Regions from separate parts of the Mus musculus genome. Here region 1 is linked to region 2. Evidence: chromatin contacts called from public Hi-C data. All regions are on one chromosome and are shown on one strand. The core of a region is the stretch at or near the end of the contact, and the rest is flanking DNA. Distances in the headings are between cores, read along the strand shown.

The links. Hi-C and Micro-C count contacts between places; a contact is called where the count stands out from the background.
Region 1: a contact with region 2 is called in a Hi-C map of bone marrow-derived macrophages, with 2.1 times the contacts expected there. The contact joins two enhancer-like sites. A contact is called at or near these places in 1 of 15 datasets of contacts at CTCF or cohesin (the NIH/3T3 cell line), 31 of 484 Hi-C or Micro-C datasets (the C2C12 cell line, the G1E-ER4 cell line, the HPC-5 cell line and 17 more), 4 of 115 datasets of contacts at active chromatin or transcription factors (bone marrow-derived macrophages, differentiating embryonic stem cells and fibro-adipogenic progenitors) and 1 of 9 other capture datasets (embryonic stem cells).

Annotation. Positions count from the first base shown.
Region 1 is chr3:55,665,683-55,669,693 of GRCm38.p6, forward strand. It overlaps Nbea (neurobeachin), which reads right to left. Exons shown (of 58, transcript NM_030595.1): 49 at 1-59. Among named protein-coding and RNA genes, the nearest start is that of Gm46804, 40 kb to the right of the region's middle. Within about 2 kb of position 1,594, at least 20 of the 459 cell types and tissues checked have an H3K27ac peak or open chromatin away from gene starts, as enhancers often do. A contact at or near this core is called in bone marrow-derived macrophages, where this site is marked.
Region 2 is chr3:55,515,943-55,519,377 of GRCm38.p6, forward strand. It overlaps Dclk1 (doublecortin-like kinase 1), which reads left to right. Exons shown (of 17, transcript NM_001195538.2): 16 at 931-1,044. Among named protein-coding and RNA genes, the nearest start is that of Gm31796, 26 kb to the right of the region's middle. Within about 2 kb of position 1,434, at least 29 of the 459 cell types and tissues checked have an H3K27ac peak or open chromatin away from gene starts, as enhancers often do. A contact at or near this core is called in bone marrow-derived macrophages, where this site is marked.

The DNA of each region.
Region 1 (4,011 bases), core at 344-2,843, 150 kb after region 2:
CCAAATATAAGGTCAATCCATTGATGGAGTTGGCAAGAAACAAATTCACTTTCCAGGGCCTGAAATGAATGAAGGAATAATAAGACCATACATTTAGCAAAGGTTCCAAATTACTTTCTCACTGTGAGACATTCAGTATAAACAAAGACATTATGCCTTTACATTGTCTTTGATTTTATATATAATATCTTCAGTCCCCAGAAGTGGCAAAAGACTACCTTTAATAAGACACAGGGCTAAATAAAAGTCTCTTCTTCACAAAAATGCTTTCCATTCTCTTGGCTCCATTATATACACAAAAATGTTCATAGAGGAAGGAATGCCTTCTTCATGCCTGGAATTGGCTCAGCCAATACAGACCCTGGGAAGTACCAGGGGACTGTGGAGGTTTGCTGTTGAGTGGTGTGTGTGTGGCGGGGAAGTATATCTGGGAGTCAACGAACACAGGCTTCTGTGGAGAGCCGGGGGAGACAAAGGCCCTTTGTATTTAGTTCACTGATAGGTACTGAGTTTGGAAATGGGCAAGCTGTGCAAGTGTGTGAGTCACGTTTTTAAACCAGCTATGTGATGTTTTTATTTGTGAGTTAGAAGACTTTACAAGACGAAGAAGGAGAAAGTGGTGTTACTGGTGAAGGAGGAGAAGGAGGAGAAGGAGAAGAAGGAAGAGAAGGATAATGGAAACCCCCAGACAGATGGGCTGGAGTTCATTTCATCCCTGGATAAAATCCATAGTGGGCACTTTGCTGCTGGGGAGTAGCCACTCACGCCCTTCACCTCTGATATGGTCAAAGCAGGCAGGATGCTTTGCACCCATGTGCAAAGGAGGTTCTGTATCCAGCTTCAGAAATTCTCTGTGTACAGCTATACATCATAAAGCGCAGCTGTCAGTAAATGTGTGAATCTGCTCACTCTCTGGTTGTTCGTCCCAGTTACTAAGGGGTTAAATCCACTTTGGCATCCTTTCAATTAACAAACAATAACTTTCAAAGGAATCCTCTCAAAACTGTACTCTCGGCAGTGCCTCTCCACTACCACCCACACCTAATACTTCATTCCCTGCATCCCTTTCCTGATTCGGTCCTTCACTTTTTACTGATATTAAAATAACCATTCAGACCAGAATATGAGAAATGAGACAAAAAATAAAGTGATTGGTTAACTCTTTGCAGGTTATATTTGTTACAGTTTGTGTGATTTAGTAAATTTTAGGAGTCAGTACAATTGTTAGTGATCACTTCAGCACTAGTCCAATGGATGGAAGGATAAAACAGATGACCATTATGCAGGGGGATTATTGAGTGGCCACATTCCAATCTCGCCCCAGGAACCGAGAATAGCTGTGAATTAATACTTAAAGAAAGTTTGTTTTCAACTATGTGGAATCAGTCTTAGAGCTGTCACTGAAAGATTTACCAATTTACTATTATTTTGCTAGTATAAAGCTATTATTGAATGATATGGCTAATGAGATCATGGGGACAGAGAGAATGATGGCTTTCCAGGACTTTTGAGTTTAAAATGTGTTTATTCATCTCAGTACCCTTCTTTCACTTCCTCTCTCACCACATGCAACAAGCGTGAAACAGTGAATGTTCCTTCTGTTCTGAGTATTTGCTCTACAACCGTGGCCTAGGAACACATTTTGTCCCTTGTACGGTTCTAAGATCTGCCTATGGGAGCCTGTGCTCCTCCTCCTCACACTGCACGGGCATGGCCTGGGGCACGGGCATGGCCTGGGGCACGGGCAGCCCTTGGGGCTCTTGGATGTCGGTTACATTTCTTCTGGAGTAGGACCTGAGCCTCACCTCACACTCATGTTGTCTCTTTCCTCCTCCCAGTCACTGCCTGCTGCTCTTCAGAATGACTGTCCTGTCCCCAGTTTTTTCCATTTGTTGTGACTCTATATGCCTCTGCCACCTTGGTGCTACCTCCGTTTCTAATTTTGGCTACTATGACAGATACAAAATAATAACTAGTTATTTTGGTTTGTAGTCCTTTGATTGGTAACAAATTAGATATTTTAAAGACATCTTTGCCTTTTGGGTCTCCCAAAAAATGACCTATTCATACCCTTTGCTCACTTTATTTTTAAATTTTACATGTGTGTGTACATGCACAAAGTTGTTGCTCTATGCCTATGTTTGTGCATATGACCTCTCATGCCAGAAGACCATATTCCACTGCTTGGAACTGGAATTAAAGTGGTTGTGTGCAGCCTCATGTGGGTGCTGGGACCTGAATCTGGATCCTCTGCTAGAGCAGCAGTGCTCTTAGCATCTTCACCATCTCGCCTACCCCACTCACTTTTGCATGGCAGTTTCTGTCTTTATGTTGCGGAATGCAGACTTTGACAGTTTCAGAAGTGATTCCTTGCTGGTTTAATCCGTGCACATGCATACTCTTACAGATGCTGCCTGTTAGGTGTGTCTGCATCCATTTTGCATTTGAGCCCACCAACTCATTTAGTAGTTCATGCCTGGGGGAGGAGTTCTGCTGTTGGAGGTAGCTTTCTGTATCTCTGCCCATCAGACTCATAGGATGGCTGACTCCTCACATATAAGGTTTTAGTTCATCTAGAGTCTACTTTCCTTCACAGTAGACCAGAATCCATTATTATTTTATGTAGCAACTAGAAGTCATTTCCTCAAAAATGTGTGCTGTGAGTTTTGTGTGAAAATATGTATTTGTGGTGATATTCAGACCTGCCATTATTAAATAATATGATCCTCTATGTAGAAAAAGACCAGTTCTGTTCATTTGTGTTCCCTTTCTTTGTTCCCTTACTGTGCATGCCCTCCCTTTCTTCTCTCTCTCCTCTCTCCTTTTTTTTTCTGACAAAATATTTTTATTAATTATTTGGGGATTTCATACAACACATGCAGGTCACACTCCTTTCCCATTCCTCCAAAGTCTACCCTCTCATCCTTGTGCCCTCCACCACTCCCAGAAAACACACCAAGTACAATTTGCATTGCCCCTGTACTCACTGGAGCATGGTCAAATTCCCAGTGGCTATCCTGCTAAAGATAACTGAGTCTTTCTCCACTCAAATCCCTCCTGCCAGAAGCCATTAACTGTGAAGAGCTACATTTCAGCATCTTTGTCACATTTTTTGTCACAGAAGCAATGGCTTTCTGTCTGGAATTATTGGTGGTGAGTATGTGTGTGAGGGGTGGGTGTTGTCATAGAAGCTTTAAATGTCTCTCTTTCTCTGTTAAGAGCCTACAGTCATTTATACCACTGCAAAAGACACATCCTTGCCCATTCCTTGCACAGATCATAGTTTTCCACATGGTTTCTGGTGGCAGCACAGACCACAAACATCTACATGGTTTCTAAAACCACCTTGTCTCTAGTTCTGTCTGTCTGCTGCTCATGCACCACCCACTCCACCATCTTTCCCATCTCTCCATCACACATTGAGTTATTGAAGTGGTGTTGCAAACATGCTTTATTTGCATGTAAAGCTGTTGGGGTCTTACATGCAAATATTTATTACAGTGAGTCATTAGAGAATTCTGAAGCCCAATAAATATTGGACTATCTCTGAGACTCATCTCAGACACCCTATTGTTGTTGAGTCTGGGACAGGGTCTGCTTGATTTCTAGGCTGCTGCACACTCCTCTGCTCTTGCCCCCTTCCTTTCTTGTACTCTTTCATTCATGTATGTATGTATGTATGTATGTATGTATGTGTCTAGCCAGTTATGTGTACCCAGGCATTTACATAACTATCCTTGTTTCTCTTAAGTTGTAAACACTAACACTAGTTTCATTCATTGACACTTCCAAAAATCCTCTTCTATACAGATCAGTTCCTATGACTTATGTCAAGAGATAAAAATTAAAATTTTCTCCATAACTTTTTTGGTGTTCTTGGTCAAGTTTTATTTCCCCCTAAATAAATTCATAAAATTTTGGTGTATTTCTAAGATCTGTAGATTCAAATCAAAATCCTAGTACTGGGAAGGGAAGTGGGCACAAAGTCCTAACCCGAACCAAGGAGCTATC
Region 2 (3,435 bases), core at 184-2,683:
TTCTGGACAGAAACAAGAAATGATGTGTAAAGTGAGGAGGGGAAAGAAAAAATAACATCAGGGAATGAAAGCAGACATCTCTCTCAGGTTTGGATTTTTCCAGATAATAAGACACACCCTATTGTCTGTCCATTCATCTACTGATATAATTATTTATTAACTGTGCGGTGTGTGCTCAGGCACTGTGCTGAGACCCAAGGATCCAATGGGGACTAAAGCACGGTCTCTGCTTTCAAAGGTCACACAGCCTTTGGCCAGTCGTGAACTAGTAAGTGGCGAGGCATACTTACATCCCTGGCCACCGTTCCCAAGGCAGCAGAAGTTTTAGCTAAAAGGAGCTTTAACATGGACTGTGTCATAATGGCAGAGTCATAATTGCAGATGATCTGAAGGCAGTAAAGAGGATTTAAAACTTAGGGAATAACTTTTTGCCCAGAGGGTTGTCTGGGATTTTAGAATGGCCAATTAAACAGCTGGGGGGGGGGGGGGAGTTTATTTATGACCATGCATGAAAGCAGGTCTGCTGGTCTCCTTAGCTTTGGATCTAAATAATGGACTAGGAGGGAGAGGAAGACATACTAACTTTTGGGGACTTGGGGGTGGCCATATTATCTTTTCCTTAAACATAGAGCCAAGGTTGAAAATAGATTTTATTAGTAACCTGAAGAGTTTATGTTTGGAGACAAACCTCCAAGGGTTTGATGGTATAGGGTCAGCAATGAAAATGCAGACAGAAAAAGGAAGGTAGTGAATGGGGTGGGGGAGGGGTTGCCGTTGATGACAGCTTCCTGAAGAAAATCTTGGTTGATTGGTCTCTGACCTCTTCCAAGTCTAAGACCCCGACCTGATTCAGAGATTCGGACCTCACTTCCCAGGATCTCACTTTCACCTTTTTTTTTTTCTTTCTTTCTCGCCCTTTTTATCCTCTAGGATGATGGTCTCCCAGAAAATGAGCATCAGCTGTCAGTAGCTGGCAAAATCAAGAAGCATTTCAACACAGGCCCCAAGCCGAGCAGCACTGCAGCAGGAGTTTCTGTAATAGCAGTAAGCATCTGAAATATCCACCTCTAACTTTTAAAAGCAGCCCTCCCCCTTGAGACAGGCATCCCCGGGAGATTCCTCCCAGAGACAGCCTAGTGGGTCATTTCTTCAGACAGCAATGGAGGGTGTGTGTGTGAGGGTTGTTTCCCTGGGTGCCTCATTATCCAATACCTCCAGGGTATCTAGCAGCATATATTAATTTCATGATTTATTATTTTAAAGAAAAAAAAACCCTCTCTCCCCAGACTGGACTCTCTTGACTCCCAGGTAAAGCGTCCAGCGTCTTTTTGATAAAACTTGGAAGGACAAGGAAGCTGAGAGGGAGGAAACGTAGCAGAGTCAGGTTGGAGCAATGTAGGCATGTACGCCAAATCTAGAGGAAAGCCAAAACAGAACAGAAAGTAAACACTGATTTTCAGAGAGAGAGAGCGAATCGCAGGAACGCCCAGCGAAGTCACAAGGTTTTGCTCCTTAGAAATTTGTTTAGTTGACAACGTTTATCATTTACCGTTTTATTTGATGAGGGGGCCCTGAAATTTTTTTTTCCTGCTCTACACACGCAGGCATACACTATACGTAATCTGATAGCTTCTCTAACAGAGATTAAATTGGTCTGAGAAACACTAAAACCTCAAACTTCCTGGTGTTAAATTCTAGAGTGCACATATATCAACGTCTCACGTAACTTGAGTTTTAAACAATTTCCTCTTTAGCCAGAGTATGTACGCCTTAGCAGCACACTCAGTGTGAGACCCACTTGGGCTGTTTCTTTCCCTTTTCTCAACAAAGAACTTGAGGCAGAACGATAAGGGGATCCTGGGAGAGATTTCACGCTGCGGACAGCCGTGCTGCTCCGCTCATGCGCAGTGTGCAATTGGTCAATCCTTGATACCGGTGTCTCGGTGTTCTGATTTTCTTCCTGGTTTTGATGAAAGGGACCACTTTGAAGCAGGTCTCCATTAGTAGCTGTCTGGCAGGGGCTTCCTCACTTTGCAAGAGGCACGGAAACGTGCTTGCTCTTGCTGTTGGAATCTCACAGTCCTCCAGGGACCTTTTTCAGTACATTGTGGGTGATGACACATGGGTAAACTGACGGTTATCCATAGAATGTAAACTCTTTGGGATGTTCCTCAGCAACGCTGAGGTTTTACACACTCATGTTGTTCTTTTAGCCTCTCTTTATCTCTTTCCAAAACTCAGTGGGGAAAAATATCAACTGCCCTCCATGTTTTCCAGGATGTCGGCATTCTTTGTCATCAGCTAACATCCATCACGAATTTTTGCAAGCCTCTATCTCTCGGGAAAACACGGCTAAAACAAAGTTCTATTTTCTTAGGTCTGGATATTCCAAAAGATTTAGCCCCAGTGGGCCACCATTTTGGAATGAGTGGTCAACACCAAATGCCCACAAAAAGGAATGTTTCTCTGCTCCCTTTGGAGCTCATGGCTGCTACAGAGAATGTTTTTCCCACCTGGGCCATTTTTTCCCCATAATTTCATTTTAATTGGTCTTTGGTTAAGTTTGCTTTAGCTGTTCAGTAACGGTTTGTTTAAAGCATTCTGAGAGTCCTGTAATGACTATGGATAGAGACTTCTGCGTGATTTTCCAGTTAGCACAGGATACATCTTTGAGGGCAAATCCTATTTTAATTAGACACTGATAAATTCTGAAACCAAATATTTACGAATTTCTTATAACTTCATCAAAACCTCTCAACAGAATATCAGTGGTCATCGACACGTTTTCTAAGCATCAGGACTTTACCATTTTGAATGCAATCGTTTTTCTTTTGTTTTTGTTTGTTTTGCTCCTGGCCCTGTACACACTGCTGACCTAGAACTCACTATGTAGTCCCTGCTGGCTTCATTCAAACTTGAAGCAACCTTCCTGTCTCAGTCTCCTGAGTGTGGCTCACTGTACCCAGCATGAATGCTATTTTGGATACAGAGGTCTCAGTTTGTCTCTGACATATTTTCCACGGCAGTCAAGCCCCCCCTGTAACTCTAAATTGCACATGAGTTCAGTGAGTCTTTAAGTCGCTTTAGGCATTACACAGCACTTCGGTATAATCTTTATGTTAACCCCTGTCAATCACATCTCAAGTATGAAAAATATCAATGTCAGAAGAAAGGGTCTGCAATGCCTCTTCTCCAGGATGCATTTCCCACACCAGCATGTGCTTTCTACGAGGACTCCTGCGAAGCTTCCAGGCGTGGGGCGGAGCTGGGAATTAGAAGCTGACCAATATGACTGCCTTGCTTTCAACTTTCAGAATAACACTGGCAAATTCCATAAACTTGTTTCTGATCCTAAGTATAAAGACTACTAGTAGCAGTTTTATCACAAGGAAAAAAAAAACCCCTATCATTAAATAATCTTCCCTTTCAAACTCT